Regions from separate parts of the Hordeum vulgare genome. Here regions 2, 3 and 4 are each linked to region 1. Evidence: chromatin contacts called from public Hi-C data. All regions are on one chromosome and are shown on one strand. Each heading gives the region's core, a stretch centred on a gene start, on an enhancer-like site or on the middle of the called end of the contact. The rest is flanking DNA. Distances are from core to core; before and after follow the strand shown.

Region 1 (3,110 bases), core at 519-3,018:
GTGGATCTTGGGTCGATGGGTAACAAGAGACGAAAGAGAAGATGTTTTACCCAGGTTCGGGCCCTCTTGATGAAGGTAAAACCCTATATCCTGCTCTTGTTGGTATTGATGGTGTAGTACAGAGTACAAAGTTGATCTATCTCGAGATCGGATGCTATGATCTAAATCCTAATCGTAATGATCTTAATATGTCCTACGAACTATGGTTCCCTGGTTTATATAGATACGAAGGGTGCTAGGATTACACAAAGTCGACTTCCCTATTGTAATTGACTTCTTAATACTTTTAATCGACTTCCATAGGGTTTAGAGTACAAAGTATCGAAGTCTTCGGAAGAGTCCATCTTGATTTCGATACTTTTAATGATGATCGAATAGGTCCGGGAGTCCGGCCCATGAGAACATACAAACAATCTAAGGACCGCTTAATACCGGACTCCTTTAACAATGGCGAGAACGGGAGACTTTATTTGACGCGTTTTGCCTCAAATAGAAGCGCGCCACACTTGGCACCCCCCAGCTCGGCCGACCCAACAACGATCAATACTGTAGTGAGAACACTCAAAATTCTCAAAAATTTGTACGTGTGCATGGGATCAAACATGATACCCCCACTTCCAAGCGCACGTGACTAGCCACTCGAACCACTTAGCTCTAGTGACTAATACGCAGTCGAAACATAAAAACTATAAGCAGTGACATAGTTGAAAACATGTTTTCAAATTTCAAATGCGTTTTCTTTGGTAAAAGCGAACAATTTTCAAAATTGCAAACAATATTTTAAAAACTGAAACACGAACATTTTTGAGAAAAATGGAAACACAATTTAAAACTATATTCAATTTTTAAGCATGGATACAAATTTTAATTTTTTGGATTAAACATTTTTTAACACACAATAAAGTTTTGAAACTTGAAACATATTTTGGACCTTTTTTTTTTAAACTTCAAACATTTTTTAGATAAGCGAACATTTTTTAAGTATTGTTTTTAATTTTGTTATATTTTGGAACAAAATAAAAGAAAAAAGAAAAATAAAAAACAGAAAATAGAAAAAAATTAAAAACCCGCAGAAACACGGAAATTTAACAACCAGAAAATAAAAAACCGTAAGGCCTTGTTTGGTACTAGTGTATTTTAGGGAATTAGTGAGGATTATCCCGATCAAACTCCTAAATCCCCACATATCCCATAACACCATTTGATTCTAGTGTATTTGTCATGTTTCATCCCCACATTTTTCTACAAATCCCCAAATTCTAGTGATTTTTTTAATACACAATACACTATCCCTATCTAGTGAATTGAGGATAAATGTCGATTTGAAGGGATTGGACTGGGAAGTGGGAACTTCCGAACCATGAAACACTATACACTATCCCGTCAATCTTCTTAAAAACTTTAGTACTTCCTCCGTCCCAAAATTCTTGTCTTACATTTGTGTAGATATGAATGTATCTAGTCACATTTTAGTATTTAGATACATCCATTTGTAGACAAATCTAAGATAAAAATTTTGAAAGGGAGGGAGTACGAAACAAGGCCTGAGTGAACCGAACTGGGAAGTGGGAACTTCCGAAGGTTCCCGAAACCAGGATTCACGATCTGCTAAAAATGGGCCGGCGGCGCATGACAGTCGCTCTGTGCGTTTCTCAAGGCCTTGCCACACACACAAAAAAGGCTATTTCTCAAGGCTTTTTGCTGGATCCTCCCGCGCTGGAACGGTGGAACCTGGAAGCCTGGAACGGTGGCACCCGCCTCCGAATTTTCGCTAGGAGAAACCGCCCCCAAAACCTTCCCCCCCCGCTCCGTTCCTCCGACCAAACCGCCCCCAAAATTTGTTCAATAATGGGGCGCCGCAGCCTAATCATCACTGACTCCGACGAGGAAGACGCCGCGGCCACTCCTGCCTCCGCCTCCGCCTCCGTTTCTACTGGCGGCGGAATCGTTCGACGGCCCTCGTCTCAAAACCCCAGCCTCTTCCCAGCCCCCTACACATTCCCGTCCTCTCCTCCCCCCTCCCCTCCCGTCGAGATCTCCGATGACGAGGAGGAGGTCGATGAGATCCAGGACCCCGACGAGGACCCCGCCTTCGGCGACGCCCCCGACGAGATGCAGGACTCTGATGGGGATTCCATGTTCACCGACGTCGCCGATGACCTCTCCCCACCACCTCCCGCTCCACCTCAACATCCTCCGCCCCAAACTCCATGTCCACCTCCCGCTCCTGCTCCCGCCGTTCCTTTGTTCCGAACCCCAACACCAACCCCGCCTCCCGCATCCACTCCTCCGTCCGGAACACGAACCCCAGTTCCACCGCCGGCTGCCGCACCCACTCCTCCGGCCCGAACCCGAACCCCAATCCCATCGCCGGCTGCCGCACACACAACTGCCCGTACCCCAACCCCAACTCCACCGCCCATTGCCGCACCCAATCCTATGTCCCGAACCCCAACCCCAACTCCACCGCCGGCTGCCGCATCAGCTCCTCCTGCCCGAACCCCAACGCCAACCCCATCACCTGCTGCTGCGTCTGCTCCTCGGCCTCGAACCCCAACTCCAACCCCTCCCCCTGCCTGGACCCCAACCACGACCCCGCTCACGTCCTCGACCCCACCGTCCGCACTGAGCGCGCAGCTGCGTCCGGTGGATGCGTTCCTGCGGCGACTCGGGCTGCGTGTGCGGCCAGAGTGGCTTCAACAGTGTGCTGCCGGGTTGTCTGGGTTCAACGGTCATGGCGGCACTGAAGTGCAGGCTAGACAGTGTTTTGAGCAGTTCCTCTTTGCCGACATGAACGAATGCGGCGCTGGTGTGCTTCCGGAGGGCGTCGGGTGCATGGAAGCCGCCACCCTCGATGGACCATTTGTGCTACAGGTTGTAGTCCCCTTATAATTCAGCATGTGAATGATTGGTTATGATTTTCCTTTTGAGTTGTGGATATCAGTACACTGCTTTGGTGCCCCTCCTGGTGCAGCATAGTTATGCAATGTATAGCATGGTTTTGCTCTGGTGGATACTTCAGGTTGGTGATGGTAATGTCTGTAATTTGCCTCCATATCTGAGCTTCTAATTCGAGATCCATCTGAAATAAGGTGTTTATGCTGGAACCT
Region 2 (3,308 bases), core at 354-2,853, 560 kb after region 1:
CATAGTTTCATGCAAAAGCCCTATTTATTACATCAGCAGACTACATTCCAGTTAACAGTTACATGCATATGAATATCTGATGATTGTGTCACAGGGAAGAAACGGAATTTAAGGACAACATACTCAACAAGAAAGAAACAATGCACGCTGAACTATCCCTGCAAGCTAATTTATTTTTGCATAAAACTGACAAGCAAATGTATGTTTCTTACTCTGCAAGTTCAGCTCCAGAAGTAGTGTGAAAGCTATTTATCAACATAGCTGTAGCAGTTCCACTAGGATAGGTCAGCTTGTAATCAATTACCATCACCTAGCAAAAACAAAAAAAGATATCAGTTTACAAGATTCATGTTAGACACGTCCAAGTTACCCCACTTAATCAAAAAGAAAATGTGATCAGATAAACATAAGATGAGTGAATACCTTGCGCAGTGCAACAAGACTAAATAGACCAAGAAAGCTAACAACAAACATGAATCCAATCATCCAACTCAGTGAAGGATTCTTAACATCCACCGCCCTGTTACCAGGATAATCAGTCCCGATGAGCTCATAAGTTTTCTGATCCATTGCAAGCATATACGACCCAAAGCCACCTGCATCAACAGAAACATCAATTGATATTATGAGCTCAATGACAAGGGTGCAATTGCAAGCAATCATAGCAACCCCTCCCAACGCAACAAAAAAATGAGATACTTGTGGTGTAAAATTTAACATTCCATGCATCAAGATACATAATAGCTGGCATAATGTGAGTGGGCAAACTATCATTGGGCAATCCTCCGACTCCAAAAGTACAAATGCAACAAAATAAGCCGATATTCACGATGCAAATTTGGCATTCCCTGCATCAAAATAGATACCCCCCCACAGTCATCGTAAATTCAGCAGTTCAGGCTACTAACAATTTCCTCAATACCTGAACTTCTGAAACAAGAAACCGATATCTCGCATATCCTAAGGCAGTTGGCACAAATGAGAATCATAGTTCCACAATTCAGCAAGGCTTCTAGTTGACTGGTCAAACCAAACGTAAGCAAGTAACCCAAAATCACACGCCAGAATCGCATCTTCACACCTAACAAGCAAAGCAATCTAAGTAAGTAACGTTGAGAAGAAGACGTACCGCTGAAGGCGAGACCGTAGCAGGCGACGACGCAGGTCTGGATGACGGTGTTCTCCTGCTTGGTGAAGGGCTTGGAGACGATGCCGAACCTCTCGAGCGCCGCCGTCCAGGTCCGCACGAGGAAGTATCCGAGCAGCCCCGCGGCGACGTTGAGCGAGGGGATGATCCCCACCGTGAGGTTGAGCTTGTGCGTGATGAGGCAGAAGAGCACCCCGAGTATGGCGCTGACCACTATCCCCCGCACCGTGAGCTGCTCCCGCCACGGCGGCACCACCTCCGCCTCCACCGCCGGCGCGGCGCCGCTTCCGCCGGCGAGGAGGGGCCCGGTCATGTCCGCCTCCGATCCCATCTTCGGCAGCGCAGACGGTAGCGTCGAGGCGACGAGTTCCTCCTCGGATCTTATGGATTCGGCTGATGGCTGGTTTGGTGTGGGGGGGGAGGAGAGGCGACGGCGACGAGGGAGGAGGTGAGGACTGTGAGGAGGCGGGGAGGGGTGTATTTAAGACCCGATTTACTGCTAAACTAAGAGCATGGTTAATAGTATAGCCAACTGCTGGCTATAAGCTATCTTATAACTACCTTATATAATAGTTAACTATAAAAGAGTATTACTTTTATCTTATATGACCCACCTTTTATTCTCGCAAAGCACCTAGGAGCACGTGTTAGAGCTGGCTCTTTACGAAGAGCCCGCTTCCCTTCTCTCTCATCCAACTCAGCAAAAATATACTCCCTCCGTTTCAGTTTATAAGTCATCTTACGAAAACCAAATAATCCCAAAACACTTAGGCACGATGCATTAATTTTCATCTCGTTTTTTTGTTTTTTAACATGAATAAAGGAATCAACCAATAAGAGACGTGGGGCGTGTATATTTTTAATGACTTGAGAATAACTAACACGACATGCAGTGGTCAGTTCATTGCATGCAATGGTATTAATTAGCAAAATAACATTAATTTTCTTGTTTTCCTCTCCATCTTGATCACGGTGCACAACCTAAGATGACCTATACACCGAGACGGAGGAAGTAGTATTTTAATCCTTACAGCCTGCTGACTGTACCTTATTGTACTTGCTCTAACAAGTGGTTTCGGAGCAAGGTATGGTAGTGGTAGTACTAGTAGGAGACCATGACGTGTGGGGCCAGGAGACCGTGACCTTTTCTTTTTCGTTAGTTCTCGGGTGGCCGTAGCACTATAGGCCCTAAGCTACCAGGCCCAAGCCGCAGGGTCCATGCCGATGCGGGGCCGCCTGTCAGCTCCGAGTTGAATTCTCCCTTTTGCCCTTTATTCAGGGGCCGAGCGAGAGAGACGTGCCGACGATCCACGTGGGGCCCAAACGTGCTGGCTGAGCCCACCACGGGAAAGGTCTGCGGGCCCGCCTGTCATGGTCCTCGAAAGGAAAGGAGCGGGATATGGTACGAGCGCCGTGAATCTTGCTCGAACTCGGGGGACCTGGAGATCTTCTGGGACGGTGAGAACGGGTGCCCCGTGCTGGTTCAGGTCGCACACGTCTGTGAGACTGCTGGGCCCATGGTGCAGAGGGAGAAGGAGCCGTGGTAGTTTCGCGTCTGGTGTTGGGGACCGGGATCCGGTGCGGTGGCGTGTGGTCCGCTTCCGGCTTCCGGGTGGTGCGAAGGCGTACGCATTCACTTCCGTCCCCGTAACATGCGGGTGGCGTTGGCCGGCCGCTCGCTGTCTGGTGGGTCTCGCCTCCCTGGCTTTTATATTTATTTATTTATTTCTGTGGGTGTACTTCCGTATATAATACGGAGTAATAACTACTCAACTGTAGAAGTAGTAATACTCCCTCCGTTCCTAAATACATGTAAGTCTTTAAGAGATTTCACTAAGAGACTACATACAAAACAAAATGAGTGAATTTATACTCTAAAGTATGTCTAAATATATTCGTATATAGGGTCTAAATATATTCGTATATAGTTCTATAGTGAAACCTTTAAAAAAACTTATATTTAAAAACGAAGGAAGTACTTTTTTGCCTCGGAACGGCCCATCTAGTTAACCGTGGCCACACAGTTCTACAGCTTGCGTGTGTGTTGCTACGCTAGTCAGATCAACCACGAACGCGTCAAAAACAAAATCAGATCAACCACGCAGAGTATAAATAAGCTCAAAAAACTAGGCCCTTGATTGAGATTTTGTGTGCCCGGATG
Region 3 (2,826 bases), core at 268-2,767, 680 kb before region 1:
CCTGCTTGTTGATTATGTTATGAATGTTTACAAGATTGATCGTGCATGTACCAAATTTGGAATGCCCATGGGTCCATTCAGGTCAGATAAACAATTCTGTATCGTTTTCCTGAATATATATACGCTCCTACGACATTCTTAACATTTTGTATGATAGTTTCTGAGTGATGCCAGATGGACTCAGTCTAGCTGCTAACTATTTTATGTATATATATGCAGGCTTGCTGATCTTGTTGGTTTTGGTGTTGCTGTGGCTACTGGTATGCAGTACCTTGAAAATTTTCTGGACAGAGTCTACAAGTCCATGCTAATCCCTATTATGATGGAGGACAAAAGAGCAGGTAAAATTTATCAAACAACACCAGTATATCATGCATATTTGTTCTTTTGCAGTTAATGTTTGTACATTGTACTGGTTTCTGAAATGTGTTACCATGATTGACCAACCATTCATGTAGGCGAAGGCAGTCGGAAGGTATTTTACAAGTACGAGGATAAGAGGAAGGCAACTCCTGATCCTGAAATTATGACGTATATTCAGAAATCTAGGAGCATGGCAGGAGTCACTCCAGACGCTGAGGTTTGGTTTGGTTCATCTTTTGATTTTTGGCTAATATCTGTTGTATTTTCTTGCAAAATAAACAAGTTGCTCTAGTGCTAAAACTTCCTGCATAAACATGTCAGTTGATGAAGCTAAGTGACAAGGACATAGTTGAGATGGTGTTCTTCCCGGTCATAAACGAAGCGTGTCGTGTCCTTGATGAGGGCATTGCAGTAAAGGCGTCGGATCTTGACATCGCCTCAATCTTTGGCATGGGATTCCCACCTTACAGGTGCCTCTCACTATGAACCCTACAGGTCCTATTGTAGAGATTTACTAGCAACTACTTACTTGCCTGTGGTGTAAAATATTGCAGGGGAGGGGTCATGTTGTGGGGAGATTCCATCGGTGCAAAATACATCCACGAAAAGTTGCAGCTGTGGGCGAAGCGGTACGACAGCTTCTTCGAGCCTTGCTCCTACCTCGCCGAAAGAGCGGCGAAAGGGATTCCTCTGGTGAGCACGAGTGCCATTTCGTTTCAGCTGAAAACTTTAATGCCCATTTTCCCCACTAAAGTGTCGTAGTTTCTATTTGTTTCAGCCAGAATGAGAGCCAATTTTAGATCGCCAATTAATTCTTGTTCTGATATAGTGAAATGTGATACATTTGTATAATGTTGCTTTTCATGTGCAGAGTGCACCGGCAGCAAGTCAGGTCAAGGCACGACTATAGATGGTGGTAGGTCCGGTGTTTCTGTCAGCTGAAGGAATTATGTCACCGAGTAATAATGCACGATGAAGGTGGTGATTAGTGGAAGGAGCTGAATAATAATAACAACACGTGAGCTGTATATTAGGACGCACAGGAAAACGTAATCAATTGTGGTTGGACCCTTGAATGAGGTTTATGTAATATGTGCAATTGATTTTTACTATTTTTTTGTTACACCCCGAATCCGTCCTGAAACAGTGTGAATGTCTAAACCTGAATTTCTGGAACAGAGTGTGCTCAATGTGCTGGTATGCTGAATCTGAACTACACAACCTGAACCTGAACTCCCTTTTTCTTAGTCATTCTCGCAAAGCTTTATCCATCCAGCCATGATGTTTATACAGGAACTAACGTAGGATCAGAAGTATGGCCTAAACAGACATGGCGGCCAATACCAAGAGAGAGAGATTTGCGACGAGGTTGTGAGCTTCAGAATTAAAGTTTCTAAGCTCATGAGTAAAGCTACATGAAGAACATATCCCTTTGCATTGAGACCTAGCCAGTTTTCTCTTGACCTGACCTTTTTGGCCGATCAATGCAGCTCCAGTCAGAAGGTGGAGCGTGATTATGAATGTGAAGCCGCAGAACATACCCCCACCGTCTTTATTTACTTTACATATTAGTTTTTCCACAAGAGTTTGATCAAGTTTATAGAAACAACATGAACATTTACAATAACAAATCTAATGGTACTGATTTAACATTGTACCATGTTAATAACTTTTTCTATAAAGTCGATCAAAGTTCATAAAATTTAATTGAAGGCAAAGCTAAATAGATCTATACCTAATAATAAAGCGGCTATTGCTTCCGTCGAAAAACCCACCGCGGCATTTTTATAAAAAAGCCCCTGTATTTTTTGTTATTCAACCCGCGCTCCATCATTCATCTGCAACGCAAAAGGAAAAAATGATTCGCTGCAAAAATTATACCCGTACGCATCGCCTCCTCCCGTCGACCCTGGGGCACCCTGGCCTGTGCCCGTCGCCACACCACTCGCCGCCGCGGCCGACCTCAACCGCCACCGCTGCCGATCTCAACCCACCCGCCTCCACGGCCGTACCTCTCCCCGCTCACTGCCCCCATTGCGGCGCTCGAGCGCATCACGTCGACCCTGGTCCACCCTGGCCTGTGCCCAGGCCGCTGCCACACCAATCGTCGCCGCGGCCGACCTCAACCACCACTGCTGTCGATCTCAACCCACCCGCCTCCCCGGCCGTACCTCTGCCCGCTTGCTGCCCCCGTTTCGGCGCTCGAGCACAACTTCCGATCAAATCAACGCGACAACTACAGTGACTGGGGATGATGCGTCTGCTCGATGCAGAACGGCGGTGGCGCGCGGATAAGGCATGGCGGAGCGAAGTACTTGCAGGTGGAGGCGGGCCTTCATGGCTCACACGGGGAACTCCGAGGTTATGGCGCGGCAACGGCGACTCCTTATGGCCAGATAGAGGCGCCTAACCCTTTCTCCCCTCATCGTATCCCCTCCTCCGGCAGGAACTCATCATCTGATG
Region 4 (3,180 bases), core at 292-2,791, 570 kb before region 1:
CTGGTAGGCGCCGCCGGCCGGCTCCGAGCTCACGGTGCCGTGGTGGACGACGTACTGCATGTCGGTGATGGTGCAGACGGTGTCGAACAGCAGCTTGGGCCGGTCCCTGCACCGGACGACCACGACGGTGTACCCGCGCTCGGCGCAGTGCGTCACGGAGACCTCCGTCCGTGGGTCCGGCGGTCCAGCGGCGCCGTAGTCCCTGTCCTCGAACATCATCTGGTGGAGGCGGCGCTCCTTGTGCGTCAGGCTGGCCGCAGCCGCCGCTCGCACGCCGTTCTGCCCGCGCAGCAGGTTGTCGAGGCGCCGGCTGATGTCGGCGATGCGGGCGTCGTCCTCGATGGCGCCACCCGCGGCTTTGGCCGCGTCCGTGACCTGAACGACGGCCGCGACGCGTGTGTTGTGCGTCCAGAGCTCGGCGCTCCGGACCGCGCACTGCATGCCGGCGAGCACCGCGCACACCTCGGACAGCAGGCCCGGGCGGTCGGTGCCCGTGAGCTCGATCGACGTGTAGTCCTCCGACGGCACGATGCCCACCGTGTTGCGCACCTCCGGGTAGTAGCAATCCTCCGCTTCCAGCGTCTGCACACACCAAACTCAATACTCAAAAACTCTTGTCGACACAATTAAAAATCAATCCGGCACCAAAAAAGAAAAGAAAGATCAGCGAATTACCTTCTGGATGTAGGAGATGGTTGGCGTGTCAAGAACCTTGTTCCCGTCACGGTCAGTGACATTGAACACTGCGGACAACAAAAGGAAAACGAACAACCGAAATTTGTTAGACTCCGTGGAAATTGGGCGGAGAGCTAGAGCTAGAGCTCTTGATGGCCGTGTGGCGCACTCACCGTCCATGAACCAGCTCCCGTCGGAAGAGAAGTAGGCCTTACGGATGACAAGGTTGAGGTCGGCGATGACCTGGACGACGGCGAGGAGGGTGCCGTGGCTGTTGACGCTGTCCACCCGGATGACGGTTGCATCGTCGGAGGCATCGTTGTCGATCACAACCCTGCAACAACACATCGATCCAATCCCCAAATCATGAGAACAGAGCTGAGAAAGGATGAAATGAGGAGCAGAGGATTCCCAATTTCGATACAACCAAGGTCCGTGCTTTGAGAACCGAGGCATATGCATGAGAATTAACGAAGGAAAAACACATCAAGAACAGGAAAACAGAACCAAAAATTGGTGCAGGTCAAGAACTACAAAAATGGAAATGGACCCAAGAAATCAAAAGACCAAGCTAACTTTACAAAAAGCAACGGCGGCTAATCGAGTTGCTCACCTCGGCGGGTTCATCCCCCGGACGAGCTTGGCGTACTCGTCGTGGTCGTCAGTGAGAGCCATGGCGAGCACACCCTCACTCGCATCAACAGCTTAGCTTCACTTGGCACGAAGCAGAGAGGTGGCAGGAAGAGGAGTCGTCGAAGCAGAGAGAGGGAGAGAGAGAGCTTGTGAATTGTGATAGGGTGTGCTGGGCTTGCCCGGACAGAACCGAAAAGCTTCGCGTGTCCGGTGGCTTTTATGCGAGGCCACGAGCACGGATGAACGGGTTGATGCGGATGGATTTTGTAGAGCCTATTATAGATAGTACTAGCAAAGGCCCGTGCGTTGCAGCGGAAGAAAAAAATACCACACGCTTTTAATCTTTTTAAAATCATTTTAATTTATTAAAATAATAAGCTAACTAACTAATGTAGTCAGTCCTATCCTATTTTGTTGAGAAATCAACCCGTCCATTGTTAATTTCACCATGATGAGAAATTAAGCGGGACAAGCAAAGCAAAGAAAAGAGGCTGCGTGAATTGATCAATGGATTGTTATCTTATTTCACTTATTGGGTAGAGAATGTGGGATCAGATGACAAACTGAATGTGGTGTTCCATTCTCTGTCTCTACAACAATACAATCTTACATTCAATACATTCATTCATCAGCAAACAAATCACCACAAAACAAAATTTCTTGTCGGTCCTTGGCACACGGTTGGAGGCATGGGGAGGGGATCTCACCAAATGATGAGTTCGTGTCGGAGGAGGGGATACGATGAGGAAGCAAGGGTTAGGCGCCTCTATCTGGCCATAAGGAGTCGCCGTTGCCGCGCCATAACCTCGGAGTTCCCCGTGTGAGCCATGGAGGTCCGCCTCCACCTGCAAGTACTTCGCTCCGCCGTGCCTTATCCACGCGCCGCCGCCGTTCTGCATCGAGCAGACGCATCATCCCCAGTCACTGTAGCTGTCGCGTTGATTTGATCCAGAAGCTGTGCTCGAGCGCCGAAACAGGGGCAGCAAGCGGCAAGAGGTACGGCCGCGGAGGCGGGTGGGTTGAGATCCACAACAGTGGTGGTTGAGGTCGGCCGCGGCGGCGAGTGGTGTGGCAGGGGCCTGGGCACAGGCGAAGGTGGACCAGGGTCGACGCGATGCGCTCCAGCGCCGCAACAGGGGCAGTGAGCGGGGAGAGGTACAGCCGCGGAGGCGGGTGGGTTGAAATCGACAGCGATGGCGGTTGAGGTCGGCCGCGGCGGCGAGTGGTGTGACGACGGCCTGGGCTCAGGCCAGGGTGGCCCAGGGTCGACAGGAGGAGGGGATGCGTACGTGTATAATTTTTACAGCGAATCGTTTTTTCCTTTTGCGTTGCAGATAAATGATGGAGCGCGGGTTGAATAACAAAAATTACAGGGGCTTTTTTATAAAATTATTATGATGAGTTTTTCGACGGAAGCAATAGCCACTTTATTATTAGGTATAGATGTGATATATATGTCGGACGGTGAAACAGAATTACGCAATCATAGGTAGGTGATTAATTGGTGGTCATAAGATTCCAAATTGTTGATTCTTTTCTATACCCTTGTTATAGAAAACGTGTGTTTCTTTCCACATTTCTTTTTTTTTTATCTTTTCTTTTCGGTGAAGCGGTCGCTAAGCATGACCTACAAATTGGATCGATTTTTGATAAATCGAATTCAGTTAAGATAGGGGAAATTAAGATAGCAATTTCTAAGCCGTATGATGTAGGAAACTCTCAAGTACGGTTCTAAAGGAAGGAACTGCCTATTCCGACCGAGGAGAACGGACCATTCTAGAGGGTGATTCGGAAATTGCGGAAGTGTAAACAATATTAGCAGCTGCTCTGTTTTTCTATAAAGGGCTAATTTAATTTTATTGACTCGTAATA

Evidence for each region. A called contact is a pair of places that touch in the nucleus more often than the background predicts.
Region 2: a Hi-C map of seedling shows a contact between it and region 1, with 3 times the contacts expected there. The contact joins the promoter of LOC123426554 here to the promoter of LOC123426556 in region 1. A contact is called at or near these places in 3 of 6 Hi-C or Micro-C datasets (leaf and seedling) and 1 of 1 datasets of contacts at active chromatin or transcription factors (embryo).
Region 3: a Hi-C map of leaf shows a contact between it and region 1, with 2.7 times the contacts expected there. The contact joins the enhancer-like site here to the promoter of LOC123426556 in region 1. A contact is called at or near these places in 3 of 6 Hi-C or Micro-C datasets (leaf and seedling) and 1 of 1 datasets of contacts at active chromatin or transcription factors (embryo).
Region 4: a contact with region 1 is called in a Hi-C map of leaf, with 2.0 times the contacts expected there. The contact joins the promoter of LOC123426560 here to the promoter of LOC123426556 in region 1. A contact is called at or near these places in 2 of 6 Hi-C or Micro-C datasets (leaf and seedling).

What each region holds. Positions count from the first base shown.
Region 1 is chr2H:437,068,199-437,071,308 of MorexV3_pseudomolecules_assembly, reverse strand. LOC123426556 (recQ-mediated genome instability protein 1) reads left to right here and starts at 1,768. Exons shown (of 9, transcript XM_045110415.1): 1 at 1,768-2,874. The coding sequence starts at 1,849.
Region 2 is chr2H:436,509,196-436,512,503 of MorexV3_pseudomolecules_assembly, reverse strand. It overlaps LOC123426554 (probable metal-nicotianamine transporter YSL6), which reads right to left and starts at 1,603. Exons shown (of 7, transcript XM_045110412.1): 1 at 1,130-1,603; 2 at 424-596; 3 at 213-310. The coding sequence starts at 1,478.
Region 3 is chr2H:437,743,797-437,746,622 of MorexV3_pseudomolecules_assembly, reverse strand. It overlaps the pseudogene LOC123426561. Among protein-coding and RNA genes, the nearest start is that of LOC123430216, 17 kb to the left of the region's middle. Within about 2 kb of position 1,517, at least 2 of the 3 cell types and tissues checked have open chromatin away from gene starts, as enhancers often do. A contact at or near this core is called in leaf, where this site is marked.
Region 4 is chr2H:437,642,546-437,645,725 of MorexV3_pseudomolecules_assembly, reverse strand. LOC123426560 (ACT domain-containing protein ACR6-like) reads right to left here and starts at 1,541. Exons shown (of 4, transcript XM_045110419.1): 1 at 1,289-1,541; 2 at 849-1,009; 3 at 676-743; 4 at 1-582. The coding sequence starts at 1,350.